Regions from separate parts of the Anser cygnoides genome. Here region 2 is linked to region 1. A link is a contact called in public Hi-C data. All regions are on one chromosome and are shown on one strand. Each heading gives the region's core, a stretch centred on a gene start, on an enhancer-like site or on the middle of the called end of the contact. The rest is flanking DNA. Distances are from core to core; before and after follow the strand shown.

The links. Hi-C and Micro-C count contacts between places; a contact is called where the count stands out from the background.
Region 2: a contact with region 1 is called in a Hi-C map of liver, with 2.6 times the contacts expected there. The contact joins two enhancer-like sites.

Annotation. Positions count from the first base shown.
Region 1 is chrZ:11,627,372-11,634,762 of Taihu_goose_T2T_genome, forward strand. PTGR1 (prostaglandin reductase 1) reads left to right here. Exons shown (of 11, transcript XM_066988115.1): 10 at 536-654; 11 at 1,616-2,278. The coding sequence ends at 1,726. Among named protein-coding and RNA genes, the nearest start is that of PTGR1, 18 kb to the left of the region's middle. Within about 2 kb of position 3,145, at least 2 of the 3 cell types and tissues checked have open chromatin away from gene starts, as enhancers often do. A contact at or near this core is called in liver, where this site is marked.
Region 2 is chrZ:11,797,387-11,804,777 of Taihu_goose_T2T_genome, forward strand. No RefSeq gene overlaps it. Among named protein-coding and RNA genes, the nearest start is that of SVEP1, 17 kb to the left of the region's middle. Within about 2 kb of position 3,280, at least 1 of the 3 cell types and tissues checked has open chromatin away from gene starts, as enhancers often do. A contact at or near this core is called in liver, where this site is marked.

The sequences.
Region 1 (7,391 bases), core at 1,895-4,394:
TTCCAAATTTGCATTCTAGAAGAAATGAATGTTCTTAGGAACTACATTCTTTTTGACTTTAGACTCTCAAATCACTTTAAAAATGGGACAGGCTTTTTCAAGTGGGGAGATTATCACACATTTTTATTACTGAGGGAACTTTTTTTTATGTATGTAACTTTTTTTGAGCCTTAGCCAAGAGCACCAGAGCTCGGCAGGCTATCTAATAATCAGTGAAAACAGTACTTTGAGGATTAAGCTGAAGCCCCTCGGCAAAGGCCATTTTACTTCTGAATGAAACTTTTCACAAGTGCTGGGTGTTCAGCCTCACACAGCTTTAACAGCTCAGGGCTTTGTTTTCCAGGATGGCTCTGTCCCTGAACCCATGATCTTATTATTCTGGAAATTCTTTTTGGAAAGAATTGAAGTTGCCTCTGGCTGGAACAATGTGATTCAGTGTCCTTTACTGGCTAAAAGCTCTCTTTATGCATTGGGTCTCATTTCAAATGAGACTGGCATTACAGGCAGCTTGAGGGTTGGTTTCTTTCTCCTGCAGGACCTTATGTTCAGATTCCAATGATCTTCAAGGAGCTTCATATGGAAGGGTTTATTGTCACTCGCTGGAATAACCGCCGGGAGGAAGGTCAGAAGGCACTGCTGAAATGGGTCCTGGAGGTAAGAAAGGCAGGGGTAATTTTCTTTAAAAGGTGTACTTGCTTACCTCTTTGCAAGGGCGGGTCTCTTGTCATAGCTGGTGAACTGAGGTCCTGGTATGATTTTCTTCTACCTGACGTGATCTTTGAGCCTTTTGAGGACACTCAAACCATGCTGAATATGCCTGATGCCTTCCACTTCACTGAGACTTGCGATATTAGCCTGTGGTCTTAGATTAGAATCCCAGAAAACATATAAACTTTGGAAGAGGATCCTTCCAGAACCATTCTATACAATTCTCTGGCAATGAAGAGTTTCTTATTTAGAGTAATTCCTCTATTTCTCCTTCAGAAATCTCCTCTCATTTGTAGTATGAGCAAGCATTTCCACTGTACTGTTGTGCTGGAATTACTGGCAAAAATCAGTGCCCTTATGGAACCGGGAGCTGGGCTCTAAAGGGAGTTACCAGGATTTTTTTTTCTTTAATTTTATTTTTCTAAATGGAGGCTGAGTTTAAAACTTGATTCATGGCTGTGAAAAATATGTGAGCGTGAACATTGAAGGCTACAAGGCTTTTATCTTTTACAAATTGAGGATTGGGGAGGGTCATCATTTTGATTTGTAATTCCATGCTTCACTACAGATAGAAACAGGCCTGGCTTTGAGGAAACAATCTACTTGCCCATTGTTTGGGGACTGAGAAGCACTAAATCTGTCCTGGTGATTTTTTTCAGCAGTGACTGTTGCTCCCTCTTCTGACTGCAAGGGGGGGAATCGTGCTACAAAAGCAGATTCTTTTATGGAATCACTATACCCAAACCTAGTTTTGCAAAGTTACCCTGTTGTGCACCAGCTTGCATGTTTCAGATGGAGCATACAAGCTGGAGAAAATTCATTGGTGGCAATTTAGTCTCATGAAGACTGTGAAAACTAAGCAGCTGATGAATGATCACTCAGCAGTTTCCTTTCCTCCTTTTGACAGGGAAAAGTGAAGTACCATGAACAAGTCACTGAAGGATTTGAGAACATGCCAGCAGCTTTCATTGGAATGTTAAAGGGAGAAAATCTTGGAAAAGCTATTGTAAAAGTCTGAAGGCCACACATTCCTCGGGAGGCAGGCAAAGGAGAATGTTTCTGTTCAGCTTTGTGCTTCTAACTCACTGTTCAAAAGGTATATTTCAATATTTTTGGTGGAAGTTGGTGAAGATAACCTCTTAATAACTGGTCATATAACTGTAAGTGTATGCCAGTGGGTTTGCTCTTGAAGAACTTGAGACCTGCTTCCCGAAGCTAAACAAAAAAGCCTTAAAACTGTTTAACCTCATCAGAAGTGTAACTGATTTAATAGTAGTTCGAACAAATCTAAGTTGACTCGTAGAAAGAAAAAGGCCATTCTGAAAGGTTTTCCAGCTGATGGCACATCTGATGACTAATGTTTACCTATTGATTTGGTCCAGAACTCAGCAAGAGGGAATTTAATTTTGTAAACAATATTAGGGAGCAAAGATCAGGCAAACTGTTCAGGGGTTCCCAGTTTCCTCAAAAGGCTGGCAATTTTTTTAAAAAAATATCAGGAAATACAGGCATCTTAGTTATTCTGGGCCTATGGAAAGAAAAAAAAATAAACCTATAACGGATACTTCAACTGTGTCACAGTTCTCTTTGTGGAATGCCCTGCTCTTCACTTCCTTGCACTTAACACACATGCTTGCAATATTTTAGCCACCCTATTTCTCCCAGCAGATCCCACAATACGGGTGGTATGGCTAGGTCACGTATTTCCTTGAGTAATGCGGGGATTGGTGTGTAACCTTAAAGCTGGGCTTGCCGTGCTGTTCACCCTGGCTGTCCCTGAAGATGACATCCGTATGCTGGCCCTATCTGTGCTACATTCATGTGCAGGACCTGCATGGTGCTGAGTGAAGGAGACTCAGATTAGCAACAATAAACATCTTAGACATATTGAAAGAGCTGAACAAGAACACTGTTAGCTACAGGCTACAGTTAGGTTACAGAAGGTGATGATGTTCCATCTCCAAGTGAAGAATAAACACAGATATAGAATTCTTGGTTAATTTTTGTTTTCTTGTTATTGATCTCTGAAGAGAGATTGCAAAAGGCCCTAGTGTCTTTACAGGGGCAGAATTAGATGATCTGTCTGTCAACAGGAAGAGATCATTTAAGATTTAGAGCAACTACTAGAGGAGAGGTGCTTGTTGCTTTATAGGGGTTTCTGAAGGGAAAGGAGCACCAGCCTGTGTTAGCTCCAATGCTGTGGTTTTCAATTGGCCTCTGAGAAAATTAATACCACTGCACAGTGTGGAAAAACATAAAAAAGAAAAGGGAGTTTGTTGCCAGTAGGTTTCCATTCTCCTATGTAGAGGCTTGCTTTTGTTTCACCTTTCTTTAATGAGAAATTTTCAGAAGACTTGCAAATCCTAAAATACTGAATTGTTTTAAGGTCACTAATTTCACGATCTTTTGTTTCAAGTAAAGCTGTGATTTGTAGCCAACTAAAAACAATCACCGGGGGTTCCTGTGAACTACCTGCAAGGTAGTTCTACTACAAAAACAACTTTATTTGTAAAACAACAACACCTTTCATTGTCAGGTATCGAGATATCGCCTTGAGTTCTCCCCGTAGTTTCTCCACTGGTTGTCCTTGTAGTTTTTTTTTTCCAGTGTGTTGAAAATAAAGAGTATGAAAACCAAAAGTTTTCCTGACTGTCATGGGACCGAGAGTGTCAGTGGCACAAGAGTAAAGATAGGTTAAAATTCACAAAAACTTTGTATTTTTCTACCCTTGGTCTATTTCTCCCTGTGAAGCACACAGACTAACCTTGTGAGTACAGCTGGCATAAAGAATTTAACAAGGTGCCAGGGTCCCCTGGAGAGCAAAGGTACAGCTGTGCAGTGCTGGGATAGGCCCTGTCTGCCAATAAATGACTTGTGTGCTTTTAGGCAGAGCACTAGTAGTATCACTGCTGTCCAGCCTGTCTTCCATCCAATTGCACAAGGACTGTGAGCAGGCAAACACACTGGTGGCTGTCACCCTTTGTCTAACGCTAACACTCTGAAACTGAAGAGAGAAGCTTCCTGGGAAAGGAAAAAGGAGTTCTGGAGTTTCTAGAAGTTCCAGAAGGCCCCATGCTCTCCTCTAGCCCATTACCTAGAGCTACCACCACCCCCGTGCACAAAGGAAAAGGCACAAGGCATTCCCAGAGTGCCTGCATAAAAAAAAATGTACAGAAACAGTCACTGCCGCCTTGTGGAGACTTGCATGGCACAAACGTGTTTTCTCAGGCAGCTGCAAGTGGGAGCAAGTCCTCATGCAGCTCTCACGCTATTGCACCCCGTTTACCAGCCTGGACCATCTCTAGAGCGGAGGAAAAATTTCACTTGGATTGTCACCACACAGCTTTTTCAAAGTTCCCTCAACTCTTCTACATGATCCTTACCAAATCTGCAGGCATCTGAGTGGGTATAATTCTTACCTGCAGGAAACATCCACTGAAAAAGAGGAGGCCAAAAATAAGGATGCCACAGCATGGTTCCACCTCTGCTCAGCTTACGGAGCTCACCACCTACTAGTCCCACACAACGAGGGAACGAAGGCCAGCAGCTGCATCCCACGCACAGCTCCTAATCAGACTTCTCCTCCTCCTCGCTATAGCTTTGTGTTTGGTATCCTTATCAAGACCTACAGGCAGATGTTTTGAAAACTAGGGTAGACTTGCTACACCCTGTTAACCACTTAAGATGAGCTGACTCCATGCCATGGCCAGGCCCCTGGTCCTCCCTCAGGCCTGCACTGCCTCCTGTCAGCACGTCAGCCTTTCCCACCCCTCACAAAGGGTCAGGGCCACAGGCTTTGGTCTAGCTAGGATTTCACAAACAGTCCTCAAACAGCTGAAATCTGCATGCACTGGAGCTTGGCACAGAGGAACTGCCATGCCGCACTTCACTAACTGCAACAGTAGAAGGAATCTGCTCCCTACGCATATCCCAGTGCTTAGAAACTTGGCCCAGTTGCTCCTGCTACTACTACATGTGTTTTGTTTCTATAATCAGTTAAAAAAGACAACAGAACTAATGGACTACAAAATTGCTGGGAATGTGTCTGCTATGAAGTTGATATCAGGCAAGTTTTGAACACCATGTACCTTGATAAGGTATTAAAAGCTGTTTTTTGTCCCTGCTACAGCCAGTTAGCTATGATGAATGAACACCAAGAAATCAGAACTATTTCAAATGCTATTCTATCAAATCCAAGCCTAACATAATTCAGGTCTGGGAAAGAACAAAAAGGTAACAGTCAGCTGGAGCTGAAGTTCGGCTGAGCACTAGTGATGTGGAAGTGATGTGCTGGTGCTTAAGAATAATTTCCCCCAGTGTATTACAGCAGTCTTGGAGCATGGCTGGAATTAAGGAGCACAGCTATTTCACCTCAGTCTAACCCTGCATTTTTCCCTTGTCCACTCACTGTAACGCCTTTGTCTTGGCCTTTCCTTTCACAATTCTCTGGTAAAGCCTAGTCATCCCAGCCACTCATTCAATTTCTGTGCACGAGGAAGTATTTCTCTTCCTGTCAGCCAGTCCACTCTGAGGCTGGAAGCTACGTAACAGGCACCTGGAGAAAAACTTCTTGCTCTACTGGTTTGACAGCAAGGCACAGATCTCAGCCATTTTATAGCCAAATAAAATAAGACTGCAGTCATTACCTGAGGGGAGGATAACTCCTTCCCTAAAGGAACCCTTGCTCCCAGAAGTAGCCTTTATATGTTTTCTCCACCAAATATGTAAGAAATGTGGTGTACGTTCAAGTCAGTCAGTCGTCTACTGTTTCCCCTTTAAAGGCATTTTCTCAGATCACAGGATCAAAGCAGGTCACATCCCTGCTTCTCACCAGAGCTAAATGATTTCAAGGAAAGCAACTCAGCTGCTTTACGTTCTGAAATATGGTAATACTGGTCTCTCTCCTTCAAGCGAAGGACAACTCCATTCAGCAAGCAAAAACCACACTCGTTGAGTTCTCCAGCATATTACTTAATACCTGTGTCTGGGCATATGCCCCAAGTTTTCAGCGAGGTTACTTGGAACCACTGCATTTGGGTGGTGTGGTTTAACCCAGCAGGCAGCTCAGCAGCACACAGCTGTTCCCAAACCACACTCCCTCCCCCTCACTATCCCTCTGTGGGAGGGAAAAGAGAACCAGAAAACAGGTAAAATCTGTGGGCTGAGATAAAGACCACTTAATAGGACAGAAAGGGAAAACAATGACAAGAGAATAAAAGCAAGTGATGCACAAAGCAATTGCTCACCACCCACCAAAACCAATCCCATCCCCTATCAGCAGCATCCCGCAGTGCTTCTGTCCCACATGACGCCTTATGCTATGGGACCTCCCTTTGGCCAGCTGGGGTCAGCTGTTCCTGGCTGTGTCCCCTCCCAGCTCCCTGCGCACCCCCCAGCCTCCTCCTGCTGGGGCAGCATGAGAACCTGGACAGGCCTTGGCTACATGTGAGCACTGCTCTGCAACAGCTAAACATCAGCGTGCTGTCAGCATTGTTCTCATCTTATATCTAAAACACAGCACCATACCACCTACTTGGAATAAAATTAACTATTCTAGTCCAAATTATGACACTAGGGCAAAATATACATTTTTAGCAGGCTGAAGCCCATGTTCCTGCCTGTAGAAACTGAAAATACTGCAACAGAGGGAGCTGAAAACTTGCTGTCCTTGCAAGAGCTACTTTGCAGCCTTCTGAGCAGAGGACTTATTTCAACCTTTCTGATCCTGCCCCATTCCTAAGCGAATTTGCAGTCACTTCTGTATCACCTAAATATTTCAGAGCTCCATCCTGTTAAACACAGCATTACCTCAAATTTAACATGAGCATTATTTTCTAATAAGTTCTTTTGCCTGCTCTTAACAGGTAAGAACCTGGTCCTGCCTCACCTCAGCAGAAACACTGTAGGTTACACTTAGGTTACTGCTTCCTTAAAGGATGAAGGGGTTCCTGCCACACTCTGCAGCTGCATTTGTCAGTAAAACAGCCAGAGCAGCAGGGAAAATAATTCTGCTCCTCATTGTATCAGCGCAACCCAGAGCTTACATCCAAGAAGATTCTTGATGGCTCATCCTCAGCCAGAGGGTGTGGTCACTTCTTGGGAATGGAAAAATCGTTTGGACAGGGAGCATAGGCAAAGTGCTGAAGGCTCCCAGCCCTCCTGTCCACCAGGAAATTCATGCATGCCTCTGATGTGAGTGTGATCTGAGTCACACATGAGCTGCTTACCACAAAGAGGCTCACTGATTCCACATTTGTGGACAGATGTAGCAGGAAGTCTTGCGTTTTCATCAGTGACAGTCCATGAGCAACGCAGCTCGCCTAGCCCCAAAACCACCGCGTTAGGTGTAGCTGCTAGCTACAGCCCCGCTTCCTTGTTTACTGAGCCTTATCCAGGAGACAACACCAAGGCCAGCAAGAAAGCCATTTTGATATGGAGGGGACAAGGCAGTTCTCCTCAGTAACTCTGCAAACAGCAGTTAAACAGCATGCAGAGGCTGGCAGGTTAATTAATCTAGACAAATGACAGGTCTGGAGGACTGTCGAGTCCAGTTTACTGTCTAGCACAAGGTGTATCCAGCATGGTGTAGGAATGCAGTAGATCAGTTAAGTGAAGACAAGAACATACAAATTTAAAATATCTCAGGCTTAAGACATGATGAGTTTTGCCTCTTTAGCCCTGTG
Region 2 (7,391 bases), core at 2,030-4,529, 170 kb after region 1:
AAACAAGTTTTGAAACCTTGAGAGCTGTTGTGAAACAGTCATCCTCTGGCAAGCTCCGCTACTTTTGCCTTCCAAGTATTTTTAAATTTATATTGTGTCTAGCACACCATTTTTCCAGGGAGTCACGGGAAATATGCAGTCTGGGTCTGCTACCTTAATCCTATATTTAGGAGTGCTTGAAAAGTTTGAGGGATCTATTAAGGTTGCAAAAGCTCTGTGGCTAGGAAATAACACAGCTAAGTTTTCTTTTTGACCCTGTAGACCCAACAACTCTCACTGAGCAAGGGAGCAGTATCATGAATAAGGTGTGCCGACATTAATTGTCTTGTTCCATATGAGCACACACCCATGTGAATCCAAATGAAAGGCTGTACCTCTCACATGGCCAGTTACTCCATCCAAATGTTACTGGAGACTTAAAATGGACCAACAACTATTCTTAGTAGTTTAGCAAACACTTATCAAGTGTATCTGTTGATAGAAACAGGATCAAGGAGCTTGCAGCACTATTGGCTTCATGCTGTTCTTCTGACTTTGTTTATAAACTTCTCTTTGTGAAGATGAAGCTTCATGTGGATGTCCAGAATCCTTTAAAGTAACCTCAGGCTGAGAATCAGGTTCACTCTCTTGTAGGCAAATGCCAAACCCACTGTAGTAAGTGAACGTTTACTATAGAATTAAAAAGCCATCAGATTTCAGCTCCAAATTAGGAAAGGGATCAGCATTTTTTGCAATGTTACTGTTTTGAAAAGAAAATCCAACAGGAATAAAAGAGGCATAAGGGAGGTAGCATCTCATTGCCATTCCACAAATCAATTAATTTTTCAATAATTACTGCAGACAGTTGTACATATAATGCTATGTGTTACTCAGATAAGCTCCAAAAGATGTGTGCATCTTGGACAGTAATATACCCATCGGTGCAGCTTTCTGTGCCTGCAGTAGAAAGAGGACAGTATTCAACATCAGAGAGCATGGCCCTCGCTTCTGTGTGTTCATGCCAAATGCAATTCTGGTGCACACCAATAAAAGCAAGTTTTCATAATGTATTGCCTGCAATTTATTTACAGTAGAAATGCTGATACTGGAGCCAAAGTAGAACTGCTACTTCTGAGCATGGTCTGACACTCACATACATCAAACTTCTTGGGCATGGTCTGACACCCACATACAACAAACTTCCTGGACCACTATTTTTTTCTGGTATTCTCAATTTTCATCATAGGTTGAAAAGGTGAAGTAACACCCACTGCAGCTGACATGGGTCTTGCAGAATGTGTTTTATGGCAGTACCTCTGGTTTTGTCTGAGCTGGTTGTCTTTTTCCTGCTTGCTCAGGAGCCTCATGAGCCCGCTGACTCCAAAGAGACAATACAGGAGATCGTGTGGATCAGTTTATTACTCTGAGGTGTTTGTTTACTTATGTGGGGCTTTTGCTATCTCTGGCATGCCAGAGCAGCCTTACTTTAAGGACCATGCTGATGCCAGTTAGCAAATAGGTGAATCGAGTTGTTCTGCTCTCTGTTTTGTTTGAAATGCATCTGAAAGAACCAAGACAAGGTGAAGCAGGTGCAATCCAGGTCAGAGGTCCAGCAGTTACTCATTAAAGCTGAGTTTCAAAAGCTAATGAACCAGCAAATCTGTGACAGCTTTGCTAACAGGGTGCAGTCAGTTTAGTAGGGTTTAGAACCGGACTGGTTGCAGCCTATACTGCAGGCAGCATTCCTGGATGGGTGAGTGAAGAACTGAGCCTGAGCTGTACAAGAAATGAAAATCCAGACAACTACCAGATTTGTATCTTGATATCAAGTGTAATTTCCACCTGTCTTCCACTGTTGTGGTCCAGATGAAGATCCAGTCTAAATGAAGAAATATCATAGCACACTATATGCTGTGACAGTATTCTTATACTTCTTGAATTTCAAGTCCCTGTATATGTTTAAAAAAAAAAACACTAAAAAGGCATCATAGATTCATTCAGATTGGAAAGTACCTCTAAGATCCTCTAGTCCAACCTTTAACCTAGTAGTAAAATCCTTTCAGCTTCCTCTTATAGTTACAGATAGAGAACAGAATAAAAAGAGTTACATCCCTGTATAAACCTGTCATGTAGCCACATCAGTGTTATCAAATGTCCATCCTCCTGTCTCATCTCAAAGCCAAACTAAACAAAAGAATAGAAAAATCATTAAATATATGAAGTAACTCTTGCTTTGGTGAAAGTGATGACTGATAATGTAACTATACAAAGCATAAGTGCAGAGCATGGAGAATTTACTGTTGTTAATACTTCAAGTGCTAAAGGCAACAGGCATGAAATGTTAGGCAGCCAATTTAAACCAACAGAAATAAGCGGTCTTCTTTTTTGACGTTTTCCCCACTACACACACCGCAGAAGTTAAACTTCGGAACTCACCTAGCATGGGATATTTTAGACGACAATATATAAATGGTTAAAATAGGTTCAGCAGATCCAGCGGAGAGAGCTATGTATGGCTATTAAAGTCTGTTGAGCTCAGTACTTCAGGTTAAATTTCAGTAGCGGCTATGACAAAAAGTTCTTGTGTTGTTGGGTGCTGGAAGCTGAGACATTTTACAAGAAGATATTTTAACTTGTCCAGTGGCACAGTTTTCTGAAGCTGTCGGTAGTGGCCAGGGCTGGAAACGAGCTGCTGCTCAAAGCAGTGTTCGGCCTCACCCAGCATGGTAGTTTTACATCCTTTGAAATGCATTTTCAAACTGGTCATGGGAAGTCTTCTCAAAGCATTTTGATGGCTTTTACAAGAATGCAGTGAAACCCCCCGGTTCAGTGGCTGACAGCTGGTGACTGTAAAGGAATCAGTTTGCGTGTTTGGAGGCAATAATGGGAACATCACACACACAAGTTAAGTTATGGACTAAGTTAAAGCCAGCTTATTCTAGGAATGCTGGAGAAAAAAATAAATATTTCCCATCTGTTTACATAACTGGAATGTTTCTCCCACTTGTCAGCAGGTCAATACTTTTACAATGGCTGTTCAACAGTGCCAGGATGGAAAATCTTGCTTCCTTCAGGTGCCTCAAAGTACAACAAACACGTGATAGAGCAGCTTTACAGTTTATCAAAGAACAAGGCACTTGCTAATTCAGCGGGACATGTTCTGCTGTAAGCCCTATCTAGCTTGTCACTGTGGGAGCTGTGTTCTTGAGTGTGTTTGTGCATCAGGCTAACCTGGACAGAATCAGCAAGAACAGAGAGCTGTGCATATCTGAGAGCTGGAAGTCTGTTTCCCACCCATCTTAAAGAAAGACAGAGAAGGAAAACTCACTCCCAGAGGCGCTGTCTAAACATAACAATTGTTAGGTCAGAGCCTTGGAACAGCAGACAGACCTAGAGATACCACCCAAGAGATGGGATAGCCTGAGAGCCCTGCACAGAGTGGAAAAGAAATTTGGAAATGTCTGACAGAAGAGGAACCCCACCCAGCTTCCAAAAATAATGCAGAACAAACACCACTACGCAAACTTATGAAAGGTTTGTGCAAACTGTATGCAAGTTCACAGTAACCTGAAACTGGCATTGTTTGTATTTGCAGGGGCATTTCTTGATCTTTGCTCCCAGGTCATTGATTTGAAAAAAAATTCCTAGAGAAGCTTCCTATTAAAGATGAGCAACAATGAAAAGTACATGCAAAGAGGATGTTCAACATCTTTTTTGAAGAGATGAATTCTTACATATGCAATGCAGACTATTTCTGCTATGATAGCTCTTAATTATGCAAATGCTTGCATCTGATAAGACAATGCACATGCTTAGAGAGCACATTCATACTAAATGCTTGGCTGGATCACAGCCATGAGACCTGACTTAGAGATTTTGAGGTGCCAGAGAACAAACAGATTTTCACCATGCTAGTGTCAGTTAAATCATAAAGTATCTTTGCATAGATTTAGCTCTTTCTGTCAAACTGACAAGGATTTTGTAGAGAAAGCATTAGCAGCGCTAAGGCAGAGGATGGCTGTGCAAAATCCTGTAGATTTCTAAGACCGTGTTACAGTTAATACCCAAGATGAAAACCAAGGGCTACCATGCTGCAATGTATTCATCCCCCTTCATTTGCAACCCAAGGGAGGCAGCTGATAGGCCCGTTGCTTTCTTTGGCTGTAAAAGCAATCTGCAGTCTACTGTGAACCTCTCCATGAATCGCACTTATTTTTATCAACTTCAGACGGTGAAATTTCAGGTGTAGTGGGTGTGCCAACTTAAAATCAGGGCCTTATGTTAAAAAAATTCACCAATACTCAGGTGATTTCCATTCTCCACATGTACCTATGTAGCTCCCATGTCCCACCTCAGGCTACAATAGCTACAGCCAGCTCTCCTGACTAAACTTGTGTTATCAGAAGCCGGTTTGAAGTCAGATCAGGTTGCCGTTTTCATGTAATGAATATAAAACAAAGCATTTAATGGCTTTTGGAGCCTAATTGAACTGCAAGCACTCTGGTTATAAGCAGGTAGCAGGTCAATAATTAATTCTAGTATTGTGTTTATCACCTTTTCAGCATAAGGAAACTAGATGCCGTTGGATGCACAACGTGTGCATCCCACGTAGACTTTGAACCTAAGGAACAATTTCAAGCCTTTGTGCTTGAGCTTTAGAGAATCTCAACGACACTAGCAGACAGTGAGTTACTGTAAGCTTCCTGGGAACAAGCAGACACTGGGAAAAAAGACACCTTAATGAGAAAAGATGTATTTACAATTTTAACCTTAACTAGACATCAGATAAGCCAAATTGCAGAGTAAGAACCCTCAGCAACAGAATGCACATGGATTTGGGAGTGGGCATTTCTTGGGTGAATTTCTGCAGGAAATACAGAGCATGGGGATGGTAGTCCTTTGGCTCATGGAGCAGCTCATTATACGCACTGTGGCAGTATGGCTAGGCAGAGCCACAGATCACTAGCATGTAAAAGCAATGCCACAAAGGATGTGATTTAATTCACTCCAGACTGATGCATGTAGACATTTACCTTCTGTTTGCTCTAACTAGTAGGAATTCCTGGAGGGCGTGGGGTTTTTCTGTTGTAATATGTTGGTTTATGAAGTCTTCTTGCTCTTTTCTCTTAAAGAAAGGAATCAGACTGGCAGGGAAGGATCAGAACATGGACAGTAGTTTCTCCCCATGGGGTCAAGTGTAGAAAGGTTGGAACAAAACTTTTGTTTTCTATTGTTCATCCAGCCACAGACTTCTGTCTGCCAGAAAGTGCATGGGGGAAATTAATGGATGGTGGTTGTCTGGGGCATACATAACTTGCTGGGGAAGCCAAAGGCCTCCTGCGCATCACTTTGGTTGCTCATACAGAGGCATCCAAGATCATCTAAAAATGCTAAACTTCTCCTGTTATATCTATAGTTTTAAAATAGTATTTTTCCTTCCTATTTGTCAATAGTTTATCCAGGAATGGTTAGCTCAAAGAAGATATTTCACTTTCACTTGAGTTCTTCAATTTTTGTGGCTGTGTGAATTGGAGTATGAAGAATTCTCCTATTTTGGTCACAATCAGAAGGAGTTTGTAGTTTATCAAGGATGGTGAGCTAAAGTATTCACTGTTATAACCACTACTGCTTCAACAACCACTGCCCTCAAGGTTATAGTACTGAACATGAGACTTGGTCAAATACGGATCTGCCTGCTCCCTCTGAAGTCCCTGGGAGGCTAAGAACAAATCAGACATCCTCACTTAATATCAGATGCCTTGAGAAAAAAAAAAAAAAAGAGCCAGAGCCTGTTTTTCAGAGGGCAATTATATTTCGTGAAGTAAGTATGTGTGTTAACATGTATTCCTTAATTTATCTACGAAGGCAGAATAAATACCACCAATACACACTGATCAGATTGCTGTATAAAAGGGAGGTTATCACAGGTTGAGAGACTAAGGACTGCTTTTCCAAGAGCCCAGCTAGCCCATAAACACTCCGCATTAAAATCTTTAACACATTTCATGATGCTGGAAGTGAGCACAATTAATTTGATCTGGTGTACCATTCCTTCGTATTTTTCCAGTCCATCAATATACTGTCTAGCTTCTTGTGTCCCCCACATATTCGTATCTACTGCCATCCAGGCTTGATTTCCCTCAGTCCTAAACTGGGTGTGGCCAGTGTGGTCTGAAGTAAGATTTTTGCCTTATTTCTCTCTTGAACACACTGCCAGCGCAAGATCTGCTCCACAGATGGGAAGTCTATAGAGCAAAGCTTTCTCCATGCCACAGCCATGTTACTGCATCGATGGGAGGGCAGTAGGAGAGATCATGGGATAAGATGGAGTCTTGGCAAGGTACCATTTAGTCTTCAGAAGTTGTACTGAAGCGGGCTGCCTGATGGAGGCATTGGCAGGCTGTTTCTTGCACTTGGTCTGTGTGTCACTCAGCAAGCAGAGGAGAACAAGTCTCACTTTTAAGTCGAGTTGCTTGTGATTAATTCAGTCAGATCTGACAGCAGAAAGTAAACAGCATTTGGCAGAAGCCACTCTTAATTACAGTGTCATTAAGAAATTCACTCCACAGAGGATGTGCACACAACTTCCCTTTCTTTCTCTCTCTCTCTCTCTCTCTCTCTTTTTTATTTTTTTTCCTGAACCACTGCAAAATAAATGGTCACAATTTGGGTTTGTTTTCCTAAAATTACGATCCTCATTGCTATCACATCACAGATTTACCAGAAAAGTCATTTCTGCTTCCAGCTAAATGAAGCAGGGTTTTTGGACACCTGCCCTGCTTGGCTGCTGCGGACATGTGTTGGAAATAGACCACCAAGGTCTGATCTTAGGATACCCGAGATAATGTCCCTTGCAGAAGAAAGGAGGAGACAGATAGAAGAGAGCTGGAAATACAGGCTAGCTCTGGAAGTCTGCTACCACCCAGGCTTGATTACCCTCAGTGTTAAGAAGCTGGGTGGTCATCTCGGCTGATCATACATGGAAAAATACCTTGTTGAGAGTAACCTGAGTACAAGATTGAACAGTAGGGCTAGGGTGCGAATTGATGAGCAGAAACAATGCTTCAGTTAAATATGCAGTTAAAACTAAGGAAGTATTTTTCCCCCTTGTAAGTTACAGCCTCTAATCCTTGAAATGGCTACAGCATCATCTAGTGGAAATTTACCCAAACTACTCATCTCATGGTTCTGTGAGCCAGCTGCCAAACACCAGTTCACGTCCATACCGATTGTTATATGGGGCACAAATTATTGTCTCCTTTCCCCCCATGAGCAAAGGTTACCGAGGAAGAACAGCAGGACCAAGAACTTGGTTCAGCGAAGCTGGACACAGCCCAGTGCAGTAGCTGCTAAACCAGCTGTGTATCTCAACCCAGGACAGCCCTTTCTTTTCACACAGAGGGGTTACTCTG